2 separate regions of the Pan troglodytes genome follow, and region 2 is linked to region 1. The links are chromatin contacts, called in public Hi-C maps. All regions are on one chromosome and are shown on one strand. The core of a region is the stretch at or near the end of the contact, and the rest is flanking DNA. Distances in the headings are between cores, read along the strand shown.

What was found. Hi-C and Micro-C count contacts between places; a contact is called where the count stands out from the background.
Region 2: a contact with region 1 is called in a Hi-C map of stem cell-derived neural progenitor cells, with 7 times the contacts expected there. The contact joins two enhancer-like sites. A contact is called at or near these places in 4 of 7 Hi-C or Micro-C datasets (blood, induced pluripotent stem cells and stem cell-derived neural progenitor cells) and 1 of 1 datasets of contacts at active chromatin or transcription factors (stem cell-derived excitatory neurons).

What each region holds. Positions count from the first base shown.
Region 1 is chr4:33,889,492-33,896,710 of NHGRI_mPanTro3-v2.0_pri, forward strand. It overlaps ATG10 (autophagy related 10), which reads right to left. Exons shown (of 8, transcript XM_003310661.6): 4 at 4,427-4,565. Among named protein-coding and RNA genes, the nearest start is that of RPS23, 110 kb to the left of the region's middle. Within about 2 kb of position 2,885, at least 16 of the 24 cell types and tissues checked have an H3K27ac peak or open chromatin away from gene starts, as enhancers often do. A contact at or near this core is called in induced pluripotent stem cells, stem cell-derived excitatory neurons and stem cell-derived neural progenitor cells, where this site is marked.
Region 2 is chr4:34,206,043-34,213,261 of NHGRI_mPanTro3-v2.0_pri, forward strand. No RefSeq gene overlaps it. Among named protein-coding and RNA genes, the nearest start is that of SSBP2, 99 kb to the right of the region's middle. Within about 2 kb of position 2,504, at least 22 of the 24 cell types and tissues checked have an H3K27ac peak or open chromatin away from gene starts, as enhancers often do. A contact at or near this core is called in induced pluripotent stem cells, stem cell-derived excitatory neurons and stem cell-derived neural progenitor cells, where this site is marked.

The DNA.
Region 1 (7,219 bases), core at 1,635-4,134:
CTCTACAAGTTGTTGGACAGAGCTATGGATATTCTACTTTTATTCTTCGGCTTCCTCCAACCCCCATCTTTCCTGTTTTGCTGTCATTCTCCTCTATGCACTCCAAAGATGTCCTCTTATTGCAAACCACAGACAATCCTTTTCCTGCTTGATGATTTATATGCTGCTTTAATTCCAAACTTTCCATTATTCTTTCTTTATCATGGCGTTTATCTTAGTTTGGTTCATGCTGCCTTTGAGAAGGAACTATTCTTTGATTATTTCTTTTGCCCTGTTTCTCCATGAGCATCCTTCAGGCCTACAACAAGTGGACAAATCTTTCACATGAAATATTTAGGCTACATTTTTAATTCTATACCCTTATTTCCTGGGCCAATAATAGAATGGTCTCCATAAAGGACAGCCATTCCTTTGCTGAATGGAGGAAAAGATTCCTCCTCTATTCAAATGCAGCCCTGCTGACTAATTAAAGAAATATGTCAAAACAGCTCCCAAGAAGAACCCATATGTCATCCAAAGAATTAAATGTTTTGAAAATAAGAAGAACCACTTGGTCCATTTTTCAATAGAGACTGAGAACAAATGAAAAGAAAGAGATGAATCAGAATTCAAGATGAAATAAATATAGAAATCTCTAGCTAAATGTAAGAAGAAAATATTTAAGCCTAGGCCTCTGGTAAGGCAAAAGGCCATTATGTATGTGCCTAAGGGTTTTACCACCTTTGTAACATTTGCCACTATCTTTTGATCAAAGCTGAGCCCTCAAAAGGGAAAATGAGACATAAAAATGTCAGGGAATAAGAATGGTAGGGAATGGATAGAAGGCTTTGGCATGATACAAAAAATTCTTTAATATGGTATGCTTCAAAAACAGTGGGAAAAAAAGAAAAAAAAACAGCATGCACTTGAAGATGTCAACGCTTTGTGGGAGTGGATTTACTAAACTGTAAGGCACTATTCCAATGTAGGCTATTTATTATTACTCAACAGACGTGCAATTATGTCTCACCCTCTCCTGAGTGACAAAGGGTATTAACTGTGTCCCACCACCTCTCCCAAACCTACAATGACAAAAGTAGTTAGAGAAAAACAGAACATTGGGATGGAAGGGCTTATTTCTTCTCTTAAATCCACGTTGCCCACTTGGTAACTGAGCTCCTGTACACCAAAGTAGTAGAAATGAGAGGCAGAAGCAGAATGCTGTCTCAACTTGGCTGTCTGCCTTCAAGGATTAAATAAAAATACGTGTTTATAGAAGTGGAACAGCTGCTTCAGCTAGTTTGGATACCCACTTTTGAGTCCTCAGGATGTTCTATTTTTCTAAGTCCACTACTCCTATAGTCTCTGAAAAGTATCAGACTAAAGAGTAAAGATACATAGATGGTTTGGGTCTTAGGTCTCCTGGAGACAACAGAATTACTTCCTCTTTCAAAACCTGGCATAGCAGTTGAAGTAGGCACCATCACAATGTTTCCATTCTTGGGCTATATTTTTTAAATGACTAGAAATTCTTCATTATCGTTTCACTTAACAAATACTTGATGCTGTGCCACAGTTGAATAAGCCATATATATACATACATATATCTTATACATGTATACACACAAAGCCATAAATAAAGCTTCTCACTTTGTAGGCACTCAGTATCAATTTCCTTCACTCTTGTTTTTACCTTGAAGCTCTATGTTCCAGCATATCATTTTATAGATATAAACAAATATTTCTGCTATAGTACAAATTGTGATATAATAGAATATATGATATGATATGACATGACATGACATGCGAGCGACAAGAATAGATGGCATGTTAACTGAGTCTTGGGCTACTAGTAATTGGCCTGGTGGAAACTGGACCATATAAAGAAAAGGAACTCAAAGTCTAAGGGATTTGCATTTCGAGAACCAGAGTAAAGATTTCTTCTGAAATCTAAACAAGTTGATACAAGAAAGGGTAATGTAAATTTAAATGGAAACTATTTATTACTTGTTTTGCTTTTCCTTAAAAAAATAGGTACAGGGAGAAAATTTAGAGCAAAGCAGAGAAATTAATTTGTACTAACAATCAAATGCAAAAGAAATTATAAATATCTGTCAAAAACAAGGCTAAGTGAACTATTTTTGAAGCAACAACAACAAAAAAAGACCCCTGGGCAAGAAATTTTACAGTCATCCTCTTTCTAGGTCGGAACTCTCTTAGAATGAGACAAAGAAAAATCCGGGCCTGGAATAAGAGGAAGACATTAGGAATCCTTTCACCACACTGACAGAGATTTGTTTAACAAACAGATGAAGGGCCAGAGTAATCAGATATCACAGGAAGAAGTAAGGAGAATAAAAAAGACTGGGGGGGAATGAATGAAAAATTGTGACTCCAGAGTAAAGGTTGATACATTTTAAAAATATCCATGAGGTTAAGTTAGGTGGAAAGAAAAAATAAATTATTAGAATATGATAAAGGAAAGAAAGAACCATTCTTCATGTTTCTCCACCAGAAAACATTCAGTATGCTGCACAAAAATTAAATTTGATATTTTAATGTACCTGAACAAGCACTATATGAATTCTGGGCCAAAATAAAATTTTAAATTCCTAATACCCACTCTACACAACACAAAGCAGTGGTGGTGGGGGGTGAATGCTTCTACATAAAAACAAATGACTTGTTTTGGTTTACCTTTATAAGGCATAAATGGAGGGCATTGTAAAAGTATACGAATAGAAGCCAAGAATGCTAATTGTGTTTTTTTAAAAGAATAGAAAATCGTGAAGAAAGGATCACAGAAACTACACCAATGTCATTAAAATATAATTGGACTTGCAGGAACAATTACTGTGCTGTACTGTAAGGGGAGCTGTTGGCACATAAGAGCAAAGCACACATATGAGCTCATCAGCCGGCCTTGGCAAGACCCACTTCCAGCTAGAAGCAGTCATGTTTCAACACCTCTGATTCCCTAATGCTGACAAGCTAAACAACTTGTTTTGTCTCTGGGAGCTCTTCTCTGGTGATTAACTGCTTATGGTGAATACTAATTATATGAAAGTACAGTATTGAAGAAGTAATGTCCTATTTCCTCTACCTGCAGCCTCGACTTGTCTCTGAATCTAGAAGGCAGAGCCATTGCAAACCAGAACCAAGAAAGACATTTTCCTCCCCCTGAATAAACAAATATATCTCCTATTTTTTAGTATAGCACAGCTCACTGACAAGAAACTTCCTTTAACCTCTGGGCTCCAAACCAAATATAATTACCATAAAATGAGTGTTTTAAAGGCTTGTAATAATTATATGGATAAATCCACAGCAAGAGTTTGTGAATTAGTGAACTATCAGTGTCCTCCATTCCCCATGTCCCATGTTGAAAATTTACCCCAAATTGTCAGTTCTTAGGAACTGCACCTCAGATTAAAATCTTCTCACCAGGGAGTCTATGAGAATTTCTTCTTGTGTTTTAAATCCTAAGTGCTTGTTAAACTGCCAACACTGCAAAATTAGAGACCATTAAACAATATAACAGCAAGTGATTAAATCTACCAAACATACATTCAAGCAGCTTAAGCTACTTTTTAATTAAAAATAAAATATCATTGGCTAAATTCAGATGTCTTAGCTATCCAGAAAAAAGTCAGAAGGCTGTTCAAAATGCACAATGCTGCTGATAAGGCCAGATACAAAAGGAGAAATAGGGCAAGGGGTTGGCTGAACAGGAGGCTCATCTTGGTCCCTGGGCCTGGGTGGCAGCACATCCCAATGCTGACCCGATTTAGGCAGTGGACTCTAAGCGGAAAGTCATGGCTGTGCTGCAGAGTGAGGACGCCATGTGGCTGCTGATTAAATAAGCTTTATTAGCTAAGGCCTCCAAGGAGACAGGGTATTCCACCTTCTTGGCAGGGGAATGAGTTGAGGAACAGCATCACAGGAAGCTAAGGCATTGGAGATGTATAGATGGCTGAAGGAAATGTTAGTGCTATTTTTAAATACAGCTTAAGCTAATTGATAAACATTTCTTAAAATAATTATTAGCTTTTGGGGAAGGAGGCACAGGGGCTTCTGAGTTAATTGGATCATCTGAGATTAAAATAAATTTTTACTGTAAAGTTAGAAGTAAATAAACATTGTAGCTTTAAGTTGTTCCTACTTGTTTAAAGTAAAGAAAAGAAAAAGGGCCAGGGGGCCTAGTCAACTTCAGGCAAAAGGCCAAGAATCTGAAGATCAGACTTAAGGCTGAGATGATATCATTCACGCTGAAGTCTTGATACCCTTTCTGAAGCATGAGAAAATTTACTGGTAAAACCTTACCTCACCCACAGTTTTCTCATTTTTAACTCTATTTTTTTTCCTCTGGAGAATAATTTTCCAAATATGCTTTTTGCTTTATATGTAAATGTTATAAATTTACTTTTAGCTTCAGACATGGTCTTACCTAAAAAGCTTGCCCTAAAGTAAAGTACAGGCACTTGGTGGCTACAGGAATATAAGACATGATACTCATATTTAATCACTTCGGACGCTGCTGCAGTTTCAATCACTTCACAATCATCCAAGGGTAGCTCGAAAGCCTCCTGAAAAAAAGCAAAAACAAAACGAAAACGGGTTTCTTAATAAGAAAAGTACTAACATGGAGAGGAAAAGAGGAGATTTTCTTCTCACAAAATAACAGTTAAATAAATATAAGGCTATGAGGCAAGGAAAAGGGAGTTTCCCATATTAATGTTTAACATTTGAGTCCTGGGTAAATAGTAAAACCAGAAAACATTAGCATTAAGTAATTCCAGATTGTTTTTGAGACACAAAGAGGCTCTGGATAAAGAAAAAGGAAAAAAAATCTGAAAAGATCTATTGCCTGAAAAATCTTTACTGTACAATTTTAGCAACAAGATGATGGCTATATAAGCTACCTTCTTCCCTACCTGTGAAAGCTAAAAACATCCTAACAATTGAACAAGAGGCTGTGAAATGTCCCTAAAGATTCTATTGTACTTGCCAAAAGATGATTCACTGTGTGCTGAACAATTCCCAGTTCCATTTTGAATAAGAAAGTTATTTTGCAAGAGGTTGAATTTGTTAGGTATATTTCAAAACCTGAGATGATTCTGTTTTCTTCATTATTGTGCTATCTTTGGTATATTTCTACAATAAATCTTGATTTATAATAGAGTAGATGGCAAATATTAATGTCAACTTGAACAGAGTTTTGTAAGCAGAGATGATGATAGTCATCTCACTTCTCACCTGATCATTTTTTACTGGTTGATTTTTGTGTGTGGGGCTTTTAAAAGAATGTACCTTACTGTTTAGAAGCAATTAATTGGACATGTTGAGTCAGACCCTGGTTCCATCCACTTTCACTTATTTATTGGGGTCGAAGAATTTCCTTTGAAATTAAATTAGTACTAGAAGGAATGAAGCAGGTTGGTTTAGCTCATTTCTACCTCTCATTAAAACAGTAACAACAATGAACAATCAGAAATAACTAAGGAAAGATTTCATACTTTATCAATATGAAATAAGGTTTCCTGTGGAGATAAGCAAAGCCCCAGACTACTTTCAAGATCTGTATCTCCTTTACAGATAATTCTGTAATTCCCTACTCACAGTCAGTTCACTGGGGAGATATTACAATGGATAAATCACAACTGGAGATGTTTACAAAATATTTTTCACTAAACTCCAGTAAACACCATCAATTAAACATAATAAAATAACCAGAAAGAAATCATGGAAATAAATATGCCAGATACAGAAAATTAATACAGTAGCAAGAAAAAGATTTTTCTATTTTGTTTTGTTTTTTAATTTTCACTAGGCATAGGTATCTGTACCTTCTATTACATCAATTCTTTTAACCAAATTCTTTCTTTTTGGTCAATAATTGGGTTGCTTAGCATTTATAATTTCCTTTCTTAATATTATAAAATAATTCTATCTTGGTGGTAAAAATTACAAATATTGCACAAGTACATAAAAGAAAAAATGAAATTCCCCTCATCTCAGCACTCCTATACCTCAGGTTTGTAACCATCGTTAACAGGCCAGAGTGTATTTTTTTTAGACTTTTTGATTTTTGGCACACAAATACATATACACACATAGACACACACACACCTCCTCCCCACCCCCGCCCCTGCTTAAATCCTGCTATATATACATATGCTCCTAGAGTGGATATTTTCACTCGTGGGCATCCTGCCACGTGCTGCCAAGTCACTGCTATAGATTTAGTGCCTTTTAATGCCTTCTCTATATTTCACTGCATGACCACACCATAGTTGCTGTTGTGTTTTTTTTTAACATTTCCATATTGCCAGATATTTTAGGTTGATTATAGTTTTCTGCTACTTACAAATAAGGCTGCAATGAATATCACAGCACATATACCCTTGCATACCTCTATTTTTTCTATGGTGCAGATTCCTAAGGGTGGAATCACTGTATCAAAGGATATGAGCATTTTAAATTTCAAGAGATGCTGAATCTCAAAAATCCCATCCTCAGAAAAAGGCTGTATCAATTTATATTCCCAGCAAAAATGTCTGAGAATGCTCTTTTCCTATATCCAATAAATACTGAATATTGTTTTTAATTTTTGCCTGTTGATGAATTTTTAAGTATCAATTTCTTATCGTTTTAATTTCTAGTTTCTTGGTTACTTACTAGTGAAGGTGAGCAGCTTTACCAATATGTTTATTGGTAATTTGTATTCTCCCATGATTTGCTTGTTTTTATTCTTTACCTATTTTCTGAATATTTGCATTTTTCTTATTGAATTATATAAACTCTTTGTACATCGGAAATAATAACTATTAGAGATAAATATATGTCTGCACCATAGAAAAATAGGTGTGCAAGGATATGTGTGAAATATATACATATATACACACATATATAAAAAACACTTTCTGTTTTCTTTCAACCGTTTGTTGTACTTTTTTATCACAAAGGATTTTCTTTTTTTACTTTTATGTAGTCAAATCTGTACATTTTCTGTTTATAGCTTCTAAGTTACATGTCTTCATCAGAAGGCTTCCTGCTGTACCCCACCTCAGTCTTACAAATTATAAAGATGTTAAATTTCTTTACTATATACATGTTTTAAAATTAAAATTTAGATCATTAATCCAACTGATTTTTGTTTTGTATATAGTGTGAGGTAAGAAATTTTCCTAGATGATTTCAATAGTTCATCTTTTTTCCATTGACTTTAAATGTCACCATA
Region 2 (7,219 bases), core at 1,254-3,753, 320 kb after region 1:
AATTAAACTGAAAATACTTTACAAATTTTTCAAATCAATCTCCACTTTAAAGAATACCATCGTTGACCCAATTAGTTCTGCAAATGAATTCAGTTGTTTGACATTCTTCAGCATTTCACAGTAGACTATTTTCACCCATCCAGCGCCTTAGATCTCTAAAGACCCCAATGCACATTTAGTGATATTTACCTTATGAAGTAACTAAATCCAGATGAGCATAGAGCTCACATCACTGTAAAAAGAAATTGTTTCCTCGTGCTTCCCACTCCCATTCCGGAACTAGAAACTGAAAACTCTGAAAATTATCCTTGTGCAAGTAGGGAATTTCAGACAGAAATGCAAAATAGTTTTATTTGTAAATAAGCCCAACCATAGGAACCATACAATACCTTGTTCTGCGAAAGGCCTCCAGTCTTTGTAAATCAGGCTTTTTACACTATGACAGATGAACAACCAGGGCAAATAATTCATGCACATGGAGTTGGAAATGGAATTCTCCACATGTCCTTCATTCACCTGTCCACACTGAGGTCCAATATGTTGAGTAGTACTTTGTGGACTATAAGAAAATAAGTAAATAGAAATACCACCCGAAGAACAGGAGTCTGAATAAATAATTAAGGGAAATTTTTGAGGCATGGCCAAGGGGAAAATTTTACTGTAGTGAATAGCCAAACTTTTCAAAAAACACATTTCTCTCTGCCCTGCCACCATCCCCCCACCGTGTGTGTGTGTGTGTGTGTGTGTGTGTGTGTGTGTGTAGGCGCGCGCGCATTTAAGGACTGCCTGCTCTATAACTGTATTTTAATGCATTTGATTTCTGTTTGTCCAAAGTACCTTCCAGTTTCAAGAAACGCCCCGGTTATATTTTCTTCAGATTTTGTTTTTTGTTTAAGGTAAGCTGGCCCCTTAAGACTGATACAATTTTCCAGTTTAGGGCAGTTTGAAAAAGAGGAGAAAGCATCTTGCTTCTTGATATTGAAGATACATGACTGTAGACCTAATTTTCCTAAAAACATACTCACTAACAGATGACCAACAAGAAGAGAAAATTCAGCTCTTCGCTTCCTAAATGGATGAAACCTGCCTCCCCACTCCCACAATATCATAGTGGGATAATGAGTAATATTAATCTCTTCAGAGATATTTACTCACTCCGACTTATTTTTGAAGAGTAGAGAAGAATGTTGCTGCACCCACAGGTGGACAGATACTGAACTCTCTCAGCCGCCCCATCTGCCTGGACACCACGTGGGGTATTACCGCAACCCCCTTTCTGTTCTCCCCTGTTTGAGTGCAGTACTAGTGGCTTTCCGAAGCAGATACAAAGTTATTATCAGTGTCTGAAGTTCCAGCCCCTCCACAAAAGCCTGTGGCCCCCAAGTAGCACCCCTTCATGAATGCCTGTGTCTCAACTCTGCAAGGCCGACCTTGTCCTCTCCATCATCTGAGCAGGATTGACCCTGTCCGGGTAAAACTATGGAATGGAAAGTGTTAATCAGAGTCCCCAGGCGCTGGTGGAGCACCTGGAGCATCTCAGCAGGGGAGCAACTGGAAACCACAAACATCAAACTGTGTTGCTGCAACTTGAACTAAACGCCGAGACCTGGCTGAGGAAGTCAGTTAAGTTTAGACCAAATGGTCTTAATCAAGGATACCAGAATAGACCTCTCAAAGACAGAAATGATGGTACATCCCTGCCCTCCAATCCTATGGAATTTTTTTAAATGTTGCAATTTAAGTCTCAGAATACATTTTATGACCCCAATGCCCTTTATTCCGAAAGATGCCGTGAGATGTCTGCAGAAATGTCCTGCAGGAGTGTGGAGAGCACAGTGGGCGTCCCGGCCCTCCCAGCTTTGCCTCGCCATCACTTCCACATAACCTTTGTTGCGGGGTCGGGGGACCCAAAGCCACCTTCGCCCCTGTCCGTACATCCTCCAAACAAGCAGCAGCCAAGAGGCTGCAGGACCCACTCGCCGGCCCCCAGCCCCAGCCGCCTTCCCGCCCCCAGCTCTAGCTGCCCGCCTGCCGCCTCCGCTGCCCCTTCCTCACTCCCCACCCGGGGGGCCGTCTCCCTTATCTCCATCCGCCCACCCCCCCGCCCACCCCACAGGCACTCTCAGACCCCACCAGCACATTCCTAACAGCTCCAGCTTTCCAGGAAAGCAAAAAAAAAAAAAAAAAAAAAGACCATAACATCACGGGCAGGTTTATTTGGGTTTGTTTATTTGCTTGTTGGATCGATTAAATACTCGTGGAAGGTGAACGTACCCCACACAGGAGAAGTTTGATGTTGACAAACTTCTGGTGGCAGCGAGACTGTGTCAGCACAACTTCCGGGATAATGAGAGCTGCTTTGCAGGGAGCGCGGCAGCCGCGGCGGGAGGCGGCCGCAGGACGGAACAGCAAATGCTATTCAGCCCGAGCAGTTTCAAGCCGCCCGAGCTGGGGAATTACTGTAGTCGAGCTACGGCTCCTACCACCGGCGCTGGATCTGGGCGCGCGTTAGGGGGGGAAGCTGCAGGCACAGGGCGCCGAGAGGGGAGCTTTCAAGTTACTTTGCTCCATCCCTGCACCCGGCAGAGGCTTGCAGGCTGCGTGGTAACTGCAAACATCTTGTTCCCTGCTTCTTTGGGCGGTCGCCCTGGAACCAACCAACTTTTCTCTCCCCCAAAACTCCCTCTTTGTTTCAAATAGGACTCTCCAAAATTTATTCTTGGGAAGACTGACAGCCGGGGTCAAGAAACAGCTGTTGAAGTTAATGTTTCTTCCTCCCACTTCGTCTGATGGTTGTGCCCTGCCAAGACAAAGTGAGAGGCACTGCCTGGTGGCTTCTTTAAACAGACATGCATTTAGCCAAAAAGGGTTGGGGTGGGGGTATATTTTCCTGCTTAACATACAATCTGATCAGAAATGCAACAGCATGTGCCTTTCAACTTGTGCTGATTACTTGCTGAAAAGATGCTGTAGCTTTTAGTTTTGAACACTTTGAGCATTGGGGGCGGGGATGGCGGGAGACATAGTGGTTGACACTTTCCATGTTTTGGTAAAGGGGCTAAAATTTTAAACCTTCCTCCCTCTGATCCACCTCTGGCCCTCTAAGAAAGAATGGCCTGGGGGAGGGAGAAAAGAGTTGCATTCCTTTGCAAGGTTTAAGTCACATTTCAAAATTCAAATCATTATGCAGAACAAGGGCTTGCCTAGAGCTAGGCAAACTGTTTTTATTTGGAGATGACCTAGGCCAAACCTTGGAGAGTGCTGGAGTTCCTGGTGGCTTTCTCCACACTAGGCCTGTGTCGTCTCTCCTTTCCCTTTTCCCTTACTCAGAGGGCATATTCTAGGGGGAAGCTGCCCTGTTCTTTGTGCTGCCTTCTCCAGGTGAAGGCTGATTTTAACACTGCCCTTCCTCCCCTTAGCGTTTTACAGCCCCTGTGAACTGCTGAGAGGCCCCTTGGGGTTGTCCTCCAGAGTTTCCCTCTCCTAACTGAGCATCTCCCAGGCATCTAGCCCTCTGTCGTGGGGGTGGGTGGACGGGAACTCTATTCCTTCCACATCAGAGAGCTTAACCACTCTTCCAACCCACCCATTCTCCTTTGGGAGTGCCAGGCTCATTTGGCCTCTCTCAGATGAAATCATATGAAGACATAAAAGGCCTTCCCTCTCCACCACCAGGTTATCCTGTCACCACATCGCAATGCAGTGCCATCACAAAGTGATATTGCATCAGGCCCAAGGATATTTTAGGAAGCTCTCAAGCTGGGTCCAACAAGCCTTCCATGCAGGCATCAGGACCACACTGCCAAATTCAAGGCTGCAGAGCTGCTGGGCAGGTGTCAGTGATGTCCTCTAGTCTCAGTTATTCTCTTCTCTATTCTCTACTCCACCTCCCCCACCTGCATGCCTTCCACCAGGCAGGTCCACTTTCAGACTCCCCCAATACTCTCTTTGCCCAGCTCCCAGAGGCCACTACTTTTGCTTTTCCTCCTGTTTTCTTTGCAAAGTGTTCCAGCACACCTTCTGATGTATTTCCTGTTTTTCTGCCTATCATGGTCACTCACTGAAACCTTAATTAATATTTGCTCATATTAACTGTAAATCAACTAAATTACACTTGGAGCTGCAATGGCTGCAGCACACACAGTCTCCAATTTGGGTGTCTGCATGCCACAGGCCTCCCCAACTTGTTGGACTTGGGTGAACTTTTCTCATTCCCTCAGACTCTGGATCTCCCAGCTTGGTTGGCACAAGGGCAGCGGCCAAGAATCCAGGCACCACCCTCAGCAAGTGCCCCTTCTCTGAGTCCTGCTAATGCAATCCAGCAGCCAATTGACTTAAATTCCTTCCGCTTTATTGTTCTCCATCCTCAGAGAGGCCAACCTCAGCATCTAGCGGGGCTGTGAGGCAGACCTCCTCTGATCCTGGAGTTGTAATCCCCCACTGCTGGCTCCTGCAGTTTTATTACAGCCTCCTTTTTTTCTAAGATTGACAGATATAAACCTCCAGTGTGGAGGCCTGCAACAGCACCCTTAAAGGCTTCTTTGTGTAGAAATGTAACCTTAGGGCAAAGTCGGCCCAGCTCCAGGAAGGGCACATTATCCTGCTACAGGGAAGTACTGTGCTGAGACAGACCTGGAGATTTCTTCTAATGGCTGGGGACCTGGGAACCTCCCAGGGACAATACCTTCTTCCTCTAAGTAGAATATAGGCTTGTCTAATTTTACTGGGAGTGGGAATGGGGGTGGGGGACATTGAAGGGAAGGGGATGCTGGAAGAGACCTGTAATGACTGTTCAGGGAACTCTGCATGCAACTGGAAGAAACAGATGTCCTTTTTTTCAGGGAGCGGGTCTCTAAATGCAACCACTTATGAAGCCCCCATGAGTGGAAGCACTGTCCGAGTCAGAGGGAGTTAGCACCATTTGCTTCTCTTGGAGCTGATGCTACGGTTTCCATTCCCAAGCAGAATGCCTTTGGATCATTTAGAGGATCTGATCTCTAGGCAGGTGTTGGGTTAGACACATTATTCCAAAAGCAAGGGTGAAAAGGTGCAGAATCTTAATTTACCATGCAGGATTATAGTCAGATTTAAATCAGGTAGAATCATTAAGGGATTTAGAGCCAGAGTCTTTTTCCAAAGAGAAAAAGGACTGAATAATTCTCTTTCGTTGAAGTATAGTGAGGTCAGGAGTGTAGCATCTTACACTTGGGGTTTTTTTCCTCTAGCTTTAAAAGGTTGGCTTATACTTTCAGTCAGTCAATTAGAACAGTAATAGAGTATCAAATGTATATGATTAGGCACTAACTTCCATATAGACTAGTGCAAAAACGAAGAGATGAAGGTGTGTACTTGTCATTACAAAGGGCCCCCTATGGGAACTGGGACGGCACCTTGGTTAAGGGACAAGTGAGATGCAGCTAGTTAGAAAAGATGAATTTGGAATCAGGAGAGGTAAGAAACACATGAATACAATTTCTATGGAATCTAGTTGAGATGTGGGTGTTGAGTCCTACAGCTCCAGGAGCTGGAGTTACTAGTATAGAGAGGTTAACACAATGCTTTTAGTCAAAGTTTTTGAAATACATATTCTCACAGAGTCAAGAACATGGACAGTGCAGGAAATGGAAAGGAGAAGATATCTTCAGATGGTATTTGAGATTACAGAATGTGGACAGAAATAAAAATACATATGCAATTATTTTTCCCCTTCCCTTTTCCTCCTAAATCTAGGCAGGAGTTTAACTTTGGATTGAAAGGCTCCCTGTTGTTCTTCCTCCTCTAGCTTCTCCTCTAGTTACCCCATCCACACTCCAGTTCTGGTTTTGAGCAGAGCTGCAATTGTCCTTTGTACGGAATTGCATGAAATCCTGTGCTGGTTTTCTAATGTGGGAAAATGTCTACTAGGGAGGCTAAGACCACCAAACTAGTTTCATTATAACCCAAGGTACACTTAAATCCAGCCCTTCAGTGGTGGGCAATTGGCCCAGCAAACTCTTCCTCTATAGTACTCATTAAAATGTTATTTACATTTTACAATATGGTCCCAAGCCATAAGTCGGGATTTTGTCTTGGCAAATAGAAAAGAATACTCTTGTGACACCTGGGCCTGCAAAGTTTTAACTTATACGATGGACCCGTTGGTGATTTGCAAAACAAGATCACAGCATTTGAGAATGAGACCTTCATCCCATTTTGGTTCAGAGAAGTGAGGAAAAGGGAGGAATAAATGAAAAACATATGATCACAAATTTAAACTTATCAGCCAAATACAGATTAAATTTACCTACCTCTTAAAAGTGGATTTAATGTGTGCCAAAAGTACAAAATGAACAACTGAAGAAAGCACATTTTATACTTTAGTGCTGAACCTACAGCAAAGGTAGAAAGTCTTCATAACTACACCCATTCTCTTTGCCTTAGAACTCTCATTCACATGACCAGATTCATTCCAGATCAACAACAGTACCACTAATCCCAGTCTCTTTTCGGTAAACCAAACTGTCTGAATTCTTACCTCAACAAGTCAAATTAAATTAACATTTTAATGATATGTTTCTGCCATTGTTCATGCTTCATAAAGTAACTTGCTTTATTTGACTCAAGGCAACAAGGCTAAACAAGCAGTTTTAAAAAAATGGATCTTTGCCAGGTCTGGAAATTCAGTTTCCTTGAGTTCTTCTGAGACAGCAAAGATTCTTCAGAGACTATAAGCCCAACTGTACAATGCTACCACATTTCCAAGACTACCATTAAGAATTACAGATAGCACTAGTTATAAGAACAATTTTTTGCAACATCCTCATGAAGTCTAAATGAAAATCAGAGGCCATTTCTCAAATGGCAATAGGCCAAACATCTAAGGCCTCTGGAGATGCTTGACATCTTGCCATGTGTCATCACAATCAAATCCTGGGTAGGGTATTCTCGTCTGAGTTTCACTGACTACCAGTAAGGGGCATGTGCAGAATAATAAATGATTCAATGATTAGTGCTCCAGTTAGAACCTAATGTGCCTAATAACATTCCAGGGAAGAGGGAATGGGAAATATATATCAAAGATGGCTTCAGCTCTTCGCCTGTCAACAGCCTGGTGATAGCGGGTTGGGGAGCCACCTTAATTCAGTGGTTTGTATGATTCTGGCATTATTGTGATTGCTATGTGGAACTCTCAGCTGAAAACAATTGAGTCCTTTCTCATCTGCAGAATGGTGAACAATGA